2 separate regions of the Dromaius novaehollandiae genome follow, and region 2 is linked to region 1. A link is a contact called in public Hi-C data. All regions are on one chromosome and are shown on one strand. The core of a region is the stretch at or near the end of the contact, and the rest is flanking DNA. Distances in the headings are between cores, read along the strand shown. Region 1 has its middle 25 kb from the start of MUC2. Region 2 holds the start of CHID1 (chitinase domain containing 1).

Region 1 (6,347 bases), core at 1,883-4,382:
TTATTCTTCCATGTATCTGGGGCAAAAATGTACTGGAATAATTTAAATGAAATACTATAATTCTCAAGAATCACTCCAAATTAGATGACTAATTCTCAATGAATGTTACTTAGTTGTTTCATTACACTGAATCTGGAAGGTAAGTAATTGTGTGGGTAAGGGTCTGTAAAGTTTAATTCTGGATACTTGAAAAGGCATCTGGATATTTGAAAGGCATCCTGTTACTTTTACTTCAAAGAAATCTGTGTTCCCTAAACCAGCTTTGCCTGGTAGTATCCCAGAGTAACTTTCTGAGACAGGCTATTTGCTGATGATTGCGACAGGCTCCCAGCAGTTCTGCAGAACTGTGAACAATGCCAGGAGAGAAAGGTCATTAATGAGTTACAGTGCCCTCAGGTTAGTTTATTGTGAGTGACCTGGATCATGGTGCATGCTTTACAATGCAGTAGTTCGCAGTGTCTTATTTTGAGTGCCCACTTTGAAGTATGAAGGGATATATGCAGTGAAAAACCGATGGGAAACCAGCAGCTTGTGTACATTATTGCAGAAAAGTAAATAGCAAACTTTCAGAGGTCACAGACTGTTTTATCCCCCCCCCCCCTTTCAGGATTCTGGAATTTGGGCAGCCTAATTAGCTGACAGAGAAGCCAGTTAGAGGTCACATAGGGCATGTAACTGGCAACTGTCACCCTCCTAAGGGAACAAGCTTGGGTTTGTATTCTTTTAGTTTGCCCAAGAACACGGGGAGCAAACATGATGATGACGGGAGACTGATATTACTGTTCAGAGACTTCCTGCCCTTTCCTCCTTTCCTTGGTCAATGAATTCCTACCAGGGGAAGGTCCTTCATATTATTTTCCATTTTGTGGGCAATCTCTATTTTCTCAGCCCCACCACACGTTGGCAGTGAATTTTGACAGCATAGTGCTGCTTAATGTTTATTCAAACAGTTTCATCTTTGGAACACTGCATGAAGGCTGTCTGCTGCTTATACTTTACCACAGGGTTAGGGAGGCAAGCATTGTTGTTTTCAATTTATAGGTGATGAAAGAGGGAAGTGACTCATCCAAGATTGCAGAGCATATTGGCATACAGCCAGACGGAGAGCCCTTTGCACAAAACTGCCTCAGAAAATGGTACCTGTATTAAAGTAGTTAACCTTTTCTGTATGAAAGCAGTATCTTTCTGATCAGAATCACTTGGAATATACCTTTCAAGCCCCTCCTCCCCCCATAATCAACTCCATCCCCAAGTGGCTAACACGGGCTGACCCTCTGCTGAAGCTCAGGCTCCTGTCTACAGGTATGCTTTTGGGGTTTGTCTTCTTCCAGACTCAACCTTTTTATCCATCTTCACTGTCCTCACTATCCTTCCCTGTGCTCACTTGCTCTGTATCTGTTGAAATGAGGCACTTGCACCAGAGTGGATGGCTGCTAAGCGTGAGGGTAGGAGTGCGTCACGTGGGAGAGCTGCTTGACCTGGGTTCTGGGAGGTTGGGTGCCAAGCATCCTTCCTTTTAATCATGGGCCTTAGAAATAAGGACTTAATTTTAGAGGCTTTGTGTATTTCCCCTTGTCAGCTGATCTGTGACAGTCATGCTCCTAGTCTGTGGTAGTGCAAGGTAAAACAGTCTAGCTTAAGCTTAAATACAAATTGCTGTGTTTTACTGGGCTTTTCCATCAATCAGTTATTGTGGTTCCACTGTCGCAATTTATCCTGTGTCCTGGGGTCTATTCTTTGTTTTCTGGTGTCAGGTGGTGTGGCGGACTGATGAATGAATTTTTTGCCTTAAACATTTCTTGGTGCATGGGGTGCAGGCAGGCCACAACCCCGAACAAGCCATCTGTCCCTGGCGGAAACAGGACTGGGCTGCTGCGACCCCCGAGATGGTCTCCCTGCGACCACCTGGGACACACCGCGCCTGCACTGAACGAGACCACAATCGGGCAGAGACTCTGGGATCTGGACTGTAAATTATTGTCCGTTTTTAGCACAACTTCTATAAAACCTGCTTGGCATGAGTGGCTAAATTTGCTGAAGCCTTAGGCCGCACTCCCTAGTACAGTGAGAAAGGGCCCAGAGCTGCTGCAGGCGGGAATGATAAGGGCGTTACCAGCAATTTGCATTCCTGTGCACTGCTGAAACAGTGCTAATTGCTGGAGTTATCACCTTCTTTGTCAGGACCTTGAGAGCTAATGGCTGGACCCAAGAATGGAGACACACCTGTCAGCAGAAACGGCAACAGTAAATGGCCTACCTAGGGACAGTGATGAGACCCAATAAGGAGCAGGAGACCCCAGACCCAAATATTACTATTGGTCTGAACTACCACGTGAGGGGTGGGAAAACAATTTGAAAAAGCTATAATTGCCGAGGGATTTCTTTGTTTGCCCCCCCCCCCCCGCTCCCTCTCTCGGCCCTCGCTCCTGGTCCCTCGTCGGAGGCCCCCCAGCTTGAGCTGTGATTCGAGCGGAGTCAGTGGAACATCATCGGCCTCGGAGTGGTGGTAGCTAGCTTCCTCTCTCCTTTTCCAACTTTTCTCTATCTTTTCCCCTTACCCTTGTTCCCTTTTTCCCTTCGCCTCCCCCCCCCCCCCAAACACACACACGCCTTTTCTCCCCACTTCGTGGAAAATAAAGGTAAAAGGTTGTACGATATTTGACCGGTTTTAGCGTCTTAATCTCGTCCTTGGGATCGTAACGAAACCCTCCCGATATTGGATCGGGACAGGTGGGGGTAGGGATGGAAGAGCAGAATGGAGAAATGATGCCACTAAAGCTGCCTGTTGAGTAAACACAGTCACAGTGAGAAGATGGAGACAGCTGCTGCAGCAAGCACCAAAGTGCTGCAGTGGATCACTGAACACAGCTAATCACAGTGAACCACTGTTTTTGGACTAGACACACGGTTGCTTTCACTCAGCTGCAGTGGTTGAGGGGCTGCTTGTTTTAATTCAGCAGAATTGGAAGCCCCAGCTTTTGCCTCCACCTGCATAGTGGGTGCAGTGAATTTGCAGAGAGAAGCCAGGGTGCTTGCAAGGAGAGCTGAGTTTGTGAGTCAGTAGATTGCGTGAATGTGAGGACTGTTCCTTTAAGTGGCTCAGCTCTGGAGCTAGGAAGTCTGGGGAGGAGCTGCAGATCCTCCTGATCTGGTTTGCAGAGACAGATGGAACTGATTGCTCAAGCACTTTTGGCCTGGAGTGATCCTTAAGTATTTAAAATAACATGTTTTCTCCAGAACTGAGTAGGGAATTGGTGTTTCAGTGTGGTGAAAATTAGGCCTGATAGAGTCCTCTCTTCTGGTTCATTATATTCTTCTGTCAGACTAATTCTGGAAAATACACATTTTCATATTTTCACATGAACTGTTTTGTATTGTTGCTCCTCAGGATTACATAGCTTGTCCATTTCCTACCACAACTAACTATATTTCAGTGGTAGAGAAATAGTCATTTTAGAATACAGGAATTATTCCTAGCAGGAAGTGTGCTTTTTTCCCTCTTTCTTCCTTCTTGAAGATAGTTATCTTAATATTTCTAAGCATAAGAAAGGGCTGCCTGTATACTAATGGAGGAATTCCAGACGTCTGGATGAAAGGTGGTATTTAAATGGATTTTATTAAAAGTCTCTGCAGAAATGTGTGTTATATATATGAATATACACATTTACACAGAAAAAAATAGTTTAGGAACTAATTAAAAACTGACTTATGGTTTCTGTCTTGTATTAGCTTAATTCATTGGCTCCATCCAATCTTGAGATGCAATAAGCAAAAGAGTCATTTCAGCTGTGTGCATCTAGCTTTGGAAGCATGTTTCTTCAGCTTCACATGTGCATGCAGATTGTTTTTGTTTTGTACAGCTGGGAAGTCATTTCAGTGTTGAAAAACAGAAAACTGTCTGGTCATTTGCATCATGTCAAATTACATGTAAGTGTTAATGTAAAACGTTTTTGCACACTGTGTGTTAAAAGAACAATTCTGCCACTTCCTTGTTGTCCAGGCTGGGTTGTTAATATGGTTGTATGCTATCTTTCAAGAAATCTGGCAGCCCCAGGTGTTCACACCTCTTAGCTGAGTATTTGAACAGATTGAAAAGGGTACAGTATTTGTCAGGCTGTCATTTTATGATGGCTTTGTCTATTTTCACAGGCTCAGTTCCAGCAATTTCTTTGATCCATCGATGATATACAAAGCTCCAACTTCATTAAGTATAAGGTAGCGGAAGGTGTGCTGGTCTTCCCTGGAGTCTGTTCTTGGAGAGGAAGGGTACTCAAAAGCAGCAAAGTACACTTGGTATTTATGCAGTGCTATGGAACTGCTCCTCAATATTGCAGGAATGCTGTGAGGTTACATCCTTGGCAAAACATCAGGTATTTTCAGTGTTTAGATTGGTCATGCTCTGTCATCATTACTGAGGTACAGAACAAAACATCTGAATTCTAAGTACCTCAGGAAAGAATGTCTGCTTACAGTCTGTGAAACTGATAGTTGTTGACATTAAATATGGTGGTTGAGACACTGGATTATAAAATCAGGATGCAGAATTCCTGGGTGTATGAGCAGAAAATGGAGTCCTCCTTTAAGAGGTGCTATCTTGCAAATAGTTTATTTGTCTCTAATCATTGGTTACAAACATAATTTAGGTGATAGGTGTCACCCTTCCCAAAATAAATACATTTCTTCCTCTTTCACTGTTTATCATGGAGTGAATATAGAAGTTATTGCACAAAGTATCTACAAAGTTTGCTTAATTTGTGTGTTGTGAAGAAAACAAGAAATATCAGACAAATGGTTTTTCAATACTGCCAAAAATATGCTTTTCAATACTGTATATCAACCTAAAAACAGTATATCATAGTATTGTAATGCAGAGGGCAAGGCCTAGAACATATTCAAGAAATGTTATCTAGCCTTTATAAATAAAGCCTTGAGTTTCAGAGTGAGTGGTAGATATACTATGTCTTCTTTAAAGTAGCAGAGGACAATTTTTTAAAGCAAAAAAGACAAAACAATGTGACATTGAAGTACCTCATGCACTGTGACCATTTTTTTTACCCAGCCAATTCTGAGACCCTGTTTCTATTTCCTTGATACATATGTATGAACTATTGATGTGTCATTTCTGTTTCCAAAAATAGTGTGCATGTCTTCATAAAATGATTTTTTTATACAGAGCAGAACCTAGATATTTCTAATTAAAACTAACCTATATGACAGGATTGTTCCAACCTTCTTTAGCTGTAGTTGTTTAATAGAATTATCTATTAATTATTGTGTAGATTAACACCTGTTTTTAGAAATAGAATAGTTTAAAAATACTCAAACACACTAGGTTTTGAAGAAGATGCTGTGATTTCTGTGTAAATTCCCTCTATGCATCTTATTACCATTTGCAGTCACGAGATACAAGATTTCTGATCTACCATTACATTGACATATTTTCCATTGCTTTATCCCAGTCTCCTGGTGTGGTCAGCATGATCTTTCTTTTTCTGTCCCTGTCCGTCGGAATTCAAAAATAGCATCTGAAGCAAAGGATTCTATTTTATGGAAAGAAAAACGGACAAAAATTTGTACATAGTGGCAACAGCTCTTGCTGATTATGTGTTTGTTTTGTTTTGTTTTGTTTTTCCTGGATCACATTTCTTAAAGAGAAGTAACGGTGCCATCTACCGGCAGAGGACAAAACCTCTTCTGGAGTTAGGTACTTTCCTAATACAGATCGTCTGTTCTGCCATTGAGTTACAGATTCTTTTTTCATGTTTAATTCGTTGATCTTGGTCATAAATGCCACACTGAGGCAATTATTTCTGTGTGCAATCCATGAGTCATGCAGAATTGTATCAGTAGAGCATGTTCATAGACACTTTTTCTGCCAAATAGCCTCTGGCCTGTTATAATAAAGGAGTTTAACAAGATGTTAATAATAAGTATGGCACTGATTATGATTTAATTAATCAAGGAAGCCAGTATTAATACAATTTTTCCTACTGAAAGTGCACTAACAGAATAAATTTACATCTCTGCTACTCCTGTGCTTCAACCAGGAGGTCTTTTTCATCCCTCCTTGAATGGCAAACTGAATTTTCTCACTTTCTTAACCTCCATTCTGAGATGTCAGCGGTGGAGCTATTGTTGTTTCAGCCAAAGACAACAGCTCCCTCAGACCTGCTGCTCTTTCATTTACTGCTTGGTTTATTAATGAATGTTGTAACATATTCTCCAGAAAGGTGCAAGTATGCTGCTGCTTTGCAAGGAAGGGGAGGGTAGAACGAGATACCAGTCCAGTGGCAGATGTTATATTCTTTCTTGCTTTTCAAATATATGCTGTTTAGATATGCCTGAAC
Region 2 (6,347 bases), core at 2,232-4,731, 140 kb before region 1:
TATCTTACCTTCTGCTCTCAGACTTGAGAGTTCTGGTTTAACACTGCTTTTGCTCTGAGAGCAAAATAATAGTATTTTCAGAGTTTCCTAGACCCCAGCTTGAACATCATCTCTTGTTCTTTGTTTTACTAGCTATACCATGGAAAAAGGGGGGAGGGTACTTGCAGCTTTCCTTTTAAAGGATTCCTAATGAAGTATAAGGGTTCACAGCTGAAACTGAGATAGATGTCAGCTGCCTAGACTAATTACACTTCAGCCTTACCTTTTCTATAGCAAATCAGCGATACCATTTGTTTCCACTCCTGCCTAACCCAGCCAACAAGGCACAAGTTAATTAAGGGACAGAAAGAATTACAGCGATAAGCTTTTACTGTAATAGGTAACAACTTTGCTTTCAATCCCTTGCCAAATCAATGGTACACATAGAATTGAAAAAAAATAGGGGTCCTTTTAGTATAGAAAAATGACTTTGGCAGTTTGTCCCAGGTCAAGAGAAAAGACATGAGAATCAATTGAGAACAGTTCTGTTCAGTGTTATTTATCTATCAGACTACAATTCTCTCAAGAGAGGGATTTTCGAAAAAAATTAAAAAATAAATTATTCAAATACAGCCAGACAGACTGATTTCCAACCTCTCCTTATTCATGAGTTGCACTGGTTTCCCAATTTAGTTCCCTAAAAGTGGATAAGCAGACCGAGATAAAACATTTTCGCTTTAGGGGAAGTGGGGTGGAAGGAGATAAAATACCAGAACGGAGAAAAGTAACTTGCTATCGATTCTGGAAGTCCTCCGGATCGCACTGGGACTAGCTTTCACCTATAATTGATTAGCAGCTCTAGATATATACTAGCCTGCTTCTCATAATTCTGAGATCCTAATGGAGAAGAAAAAAAAAAACCTTAGCCTTCCCATAATTGCCTGAAGTTTTCTGTCAAACATATCCCCTTGTTCTTAAAAAATTTTCTCTTCCTGTATTATTTTGAAAAATTAATGTTTCCACCACTCACTCTGAAGATTTACTAATTCACTTCTTCAAGAGTTATAGCTACAAGACTTGCTGTTTTGTTGGCACTGATAAGAAGTGCTGCTCAACATTTGAGTATTTTGTTTCACACAGAACATCAAGTGAGGGATCCCACAGCAGCAGACCGTGCACTCCAAAGGAGTACTGTGGCAGTAACATGTTGGCAGAGAAACCTTAAAGGTTAAATGGGAGAGAACTCAATGAAACAGCAGTTATTTGAGACCAAGATGGGTACAGCAGAGATGAGATCAACAGCCCAATATACTCAGAATATTTGGACAGGGCTGGCTTAGCAGTGAAGGTTTGGAAAACCAGAGAGGTATGCTGCAGGAGTTAGGGATTTTGCAGGAGAATAGAGGGGAATACGTGATAGGGAACAAAGTAGGAGGATGATGTTGGAAAGAGTGCTTGAAAACAACCAATACCGCTAGCACCAAGAACAGAGAGCATCAAAAACCTCACATACAAAATGAGTTGAAGGAGTCAGTCAAGCCTTAAAGACTGGGGGGAGAGAGAGAAGAGAAAAAAAAAAAAAGCAAGTCTTCTAATGCTTCTTGGATCCAGGAAGTGGGGTAAAATGTAAATGGCTACACCATTTGAAGTTCATTATTATCAATAGTTAATGTGTTACCCTTCTACTTTGTCTTCAAGGTCACTAGTTATTCCCTTGTTTTCTACATCCTAAAATATTAGATAAAGCACATTGCTCTTGATAGTGTCTTCTCTGTTCCCTCTAGCCTGGCAGGATCTATACACTACTGCAGAGAGGAACAACTGAGAACCTGGACAGTCAATACAAGCCTTAACAACTTGGACAGGATATCAATTCTTCCAGAAGCTGATATATATTGATGTGGAGGTATGTGATTTCACTTTCAGAAACAATTAGCAATAGCACACACTTCCCTGAACAGAAGTTAGTGTTTAACAGCTGAAGCACATAAGTTTAAAAACCCTTCACTGAATTCTAATTAGACATCAAAATGGGCTCATTTCCTTGACATGATCATATCCACCTGCCAATTACCACAGGTCAACATTCACTCCCAGATCTATAGGAAGTGCTGAGCCTATAGCAATGGTTTCTGCCAGTGGTAGTTCAATATTGACTCTTGGCTGGAATCTTACTTTAATAATTTGCTCTTTAGCAACACCAGTTTAGCGAAACATAAGGAGACAATATTGCCCTATTACATGGTGGTGGACTAGCTGAACTCTTAACTGAAAACATAAGCATGGACTTTGAAAGCTTTACAAAAAATATACTTCCATCAAATTTGTCTTCAGCAAACTTTTCTTCTATAGTTTTTAATTCTGCTTATATTAACTTACTGAGTAGAACAGCATCAGCTTGGCATTCTTGATTCCTATCTGTACCACTGCAACATGCAAGCAGGATTAAATAGAATTTTGACTTACTCAGGGTCCTTATGCAACTGGAAAATTTAGGGTGCTGCTTTTTTTTCATTTTGTTTGTTTGTTTTGAGAAACTGATCTGAAACCAAGCTTTACCTCTAAGCCAGGTCACAAATGTTGCATAACTAAACTGAGTCTCCACGTAAGGTAGCGCCTCTTTTTACTCAGCTGTTTTAAATGTTTTTTTATTTTAGAGAGAGAAGAAAGCAGGCATAGATTTAGGCTGCCCAAAAGAAGCAACCAATGAAACTGAATAATCTCAGAGGCTGGCACAGTAGGTATTTGGAAACCAGAGTTAATGCTTATACTTTGTTTCTGAAGAAGAAAACAGCTATAGCTATTACTGTAGAAGAATTCTGTGCTAAATATCAAGCATCACTTAATAAAGCAAGCCAAGGAAGCATGTTGTTGATGGCATTCTTACCAAAACCCACAGAAGCTAGATCTAGGAGTGAAAATAAGCCTGTTTCCAGCATAAACCTCACTGCCTTTCCTCTGGTGATGTTACAGTAGGAATTACCCCCGCACTCTGCAGGAGCTCCGAGCCGCCTAGGCGCTGTAGGCAGCGCGGGCACCCCCGCAGCCCGCCGGGCGGCCGGGCCGGGCGGCCGGGCCGCGCGACACAGCCACCTCCAGCTGCGGCCTACCCGCGCCCAGCGGGCGGCCACGCCGCCGCGGCGCGCCCCGTCGCCACCGCTGCCGCCGCCGGGGCCCGGGCACCGCCTCGCCGCCCTCCCCCGGCCTCCCGCGGGGGCGCCGCCGCCGGGGGCAGCGCTGGGCGCCCGCCCGCCGCTGCCACCACCTACCGCCCGCTGCCGCCGCCGCCGCTGCGGAAGTGGGGGCGGGCGGCGCGAGCCGGCGGGCGGCTGCCGGCGGCCGTTGAGCGCGCGGGAGTCATCATGGCGCCGCGGCCCGCAACGGCCGGCGGCGACAGCCACCTCTAGCCCGAGCTCCCCCGCGGAGCAGCGCGTTTATGCCGGGCCACGGCCCGTAAGCGGGGCAGGCGGCAGCGGGCCTGGGCGACAGTACGAGCACCGGCCCGCAGAGAAAGCGGGAGGGGAGGGAGGGGCCGAGAGGCTCCTGCTCGCAGGAGAGCCGGTGAACCCAGGCTGAGCCCAGGCGAGCAGGAAGGGAGAGTCAAATCCCGAATGGCTTTAAAATACATGTTTTCTGTTTTGCGCTTCTACAGGGCGTGGTTTTAAGCTTATGTGCAACACAGCCATGCAGCTATTTTTACTGCCGAAATCTTGACGTAACCCTGTGATTTTATGGGCTGTTTATAGGAAGTAAATTCCATATTAGAAGACTTGATTTAAAAAAAAATGGTAGTGTTATCAACATCGGGATGCAGTGGAAAACCTAGCAGGTGCCGGCTTCCAACACAAGCCTTTCTGTGTGCTACTCCCTATCTCACTTACAGCTGGGTGCAGTCTCCCAAAAGTTGAACTGAAATCTCACCTTCCTTCCTCCTGATCTGTACTTTTCTCTCTCTTTCCCTCTTGCGTAATGAAGATCTTGTGAATACACTTCAGCACTGTAAAGAAAAATAGGAACGTTTTTACTCTGAACAAGTGTTGCTAGGGACACAGACATACAAACTCTCTGTGAAGTGCCAAGTACATCTGTATTTCTTCTGCACTCTAGATCATCCAAATTTAAATTCCCACAAGGAATTTCCTTCTGAAAGGAAACCGATACTGCTCCTATGTTTGGATCCACAACTGAAACACTAGTATCACACTTAGAAACCAGAAAGGAAATAAAATGTCTCATCACACTTTCTTGTGTCACTAAAACCCCTGTGAATCCCATATAGGCTTTCACTGAAGTGGTGCTTTTTTCTCATCTCATAGGACTGCTTAATAGGTGTTTTTGAAACACATTTTCATTTATATACTGTCTCAAATGGAAAAGGTACCTTGCGCTATCTAAAGTCATTTACAATCTACGGGACTCTGTTTTGTAAAATGCTCCCACAGACTTTAAACACTGCCAAGAATGTTCCACTTCCAAATAGCAGGAAGTACAGAGATAAGACATGATGGTATGAAAAAGCAGGTTTGTTTTCAGGCTCTCTAGAATGAAAATCTGTCATTTCCTGTGCTGTATTCCTGTTCGTACTCTCCTATTGACCCTCTTTGTTTTAGCTACAGTGGGACTGCTCCAAATGTTTGCTGCAGATAGTTGATGGGGTGCATGCTGCCACTGAGGGGACCTCTAGTTGCATGTAACAGAATCACAGATTTTTTCTCTAAGATTCCTGTCCTAAAGCCCAAGTACTTCAAGGCTGGGTGCCACAATGTTTAGCATCTCAGCACCTAAGTTTCCCCTATGTAACTAATTGTAACTCATTAAATTCTCTTTGCTTTTCCTGGCATTATACCTCATGTTTATTAACTCAGGTCTTCCTTTTTTTTCCTCCTCCCTAGAGATGAGAAGGGCCACTGAGCCATGAAGGCGAGCATTTTACATAAAAATGCTGATCAGCTTTCTGCTAGTTTTTTCATCATACTCTAGAAGTTAGTGATTTTTAATACCAGGTCTTTTTCTTTAATTCTATGTATTTGTGGCCTGCTCAAAGAGGCAGAGTTAAGTTTAATAATGCAGTATGCATGTCTGTGATGGACCATGTAGATTTTATTTGTTTGTTCAGTTTGTAAAAAGGCAGTGCCTGAGAAAGATAGCACACCTTGGGGAGAGCAGAACAGTGCTCCTTTCCTGAGGAATACCTATATATACTGGGGAAAGAAAAGCTTGGAAATAAAAACAGCAAAAAATGAGTGAAAGCCTGCAGCCTAAGGAGAAAAAAGGGTGAGAGAAACACAAAGACATCAGGGACGAAAGGAAAGAAAACTCATAGAACTAGGAGGAATTATGGAGAGTCCACTGCAACTCATAAAGACACGGAGCTGGCTGACACATCTACCAGCACACAGGTAGCAAGGGGGAGCTTGCTTGTACACCCTTTGTTGACCCTCGTTTTATCTTGTCTACTCTCTTTGAATTTATTTTAAAGCTTAAGCATTGTATTTTACATTTTAATATAAACCTGGCTTTTTGATTTTAAAATCATCTGGTCACTGACGAGCTCACTGAAAATAAAAGATCTAGGCGGATCCATCCCAAATTTCTGGAAGTTTGGGGTCTCACAATAGTGACATTATCCTAACTTTGTATTTCTTAATCTTGAGAGGGGTGCATGTGATATTCTGACATAGCGCGAAGGCATTGCTGATAAACCCATGCTCTGTGTTGATGGATAATGAATGTTAGATTTCAGATGGAGAAACATGATTGAGCATACTTGTGGAGGAGCTACTGGTCCTGTTTTATCCTCAGCTCTTTTTGCTTCCCCCGTGGTTAGAACAACCATGGGGAGGGAAGAAAGTGGTAAGAGACACTGAGGGGTGAGAGACAAATTTGTCTGACAGAGTAACAAACAGAGAGGAACAACAGATTCCCTTTTTTCTGTCTAGAATTTCATTACAAGAGATACAAACTTTGTACTTGAGAAGCAATTCATTAATTCCAATTGCAAATTCTTGGAAGAAAAAAATAACCCATGGCAATGAATAATGCCTCAAGCAGCTGGAATTTTCACGTTTATTCATTTCAGTGATTGTCTTCCAGCCTAACTGCCTCAGGTCTTGGTAACTGTGTGTTTGAATCACACGTGCCTGCTCTCAGCTTGTCACTCCAGTCCCATCAGCTACATCTATGTTAGGAGATCCAAGTATGTTTTATTTCCTGGGTCTTTGCGTGTCTGAACTGTTTCCCAGTGTTACGCTGAGTGATATATGGGCACATATGCAATCTATGCCCATGCCCTAGTTTTCACAGAAGGAACTCAAACATGTGCAGAAGTTACCATGTTCTCTCTCTGTCATGTCCCTAACCTGAGGGGT

What was found. Hi-C and Micro-C count contacts between places; a contact is called where the count stands out from the background.
Region 2: a contact with region 1 is called in a Hi-C map of brain, with 7 times the contacts expected there. The contact joins the promoter of CHID1 here to the enhancer-like site in region 1. A contact is called at or near these places in 3 of 4 Hi-C or Micro-C datasets (brain, liver and ovary).

Annotation. Positions count from the first base shown.
Region 1 is chr5:68,070,761-68,077,107 of bDroNov1.hap1, reverse strand. No RefSeq gene overlaps it. Among named protein-coding and RNA genes, the nearest start is that of MUC2, 25 kb to the right of the region's middle. Within about 2 kb of position 3,132, at least 2 of the 2 cell types and tissues checked have open chromatin away from gene starts, as enhancers often do.
Region 2 is chr5:68,212,801-68,219,147 of bDroNov1.hap1, reverse strand. It overlaps CHID1 (chitinase domain containing 1), which reads right to left and starts at 3,481. Exons shown (of 13, transcript XM_064513170.1): 1 at 3,249-3,481.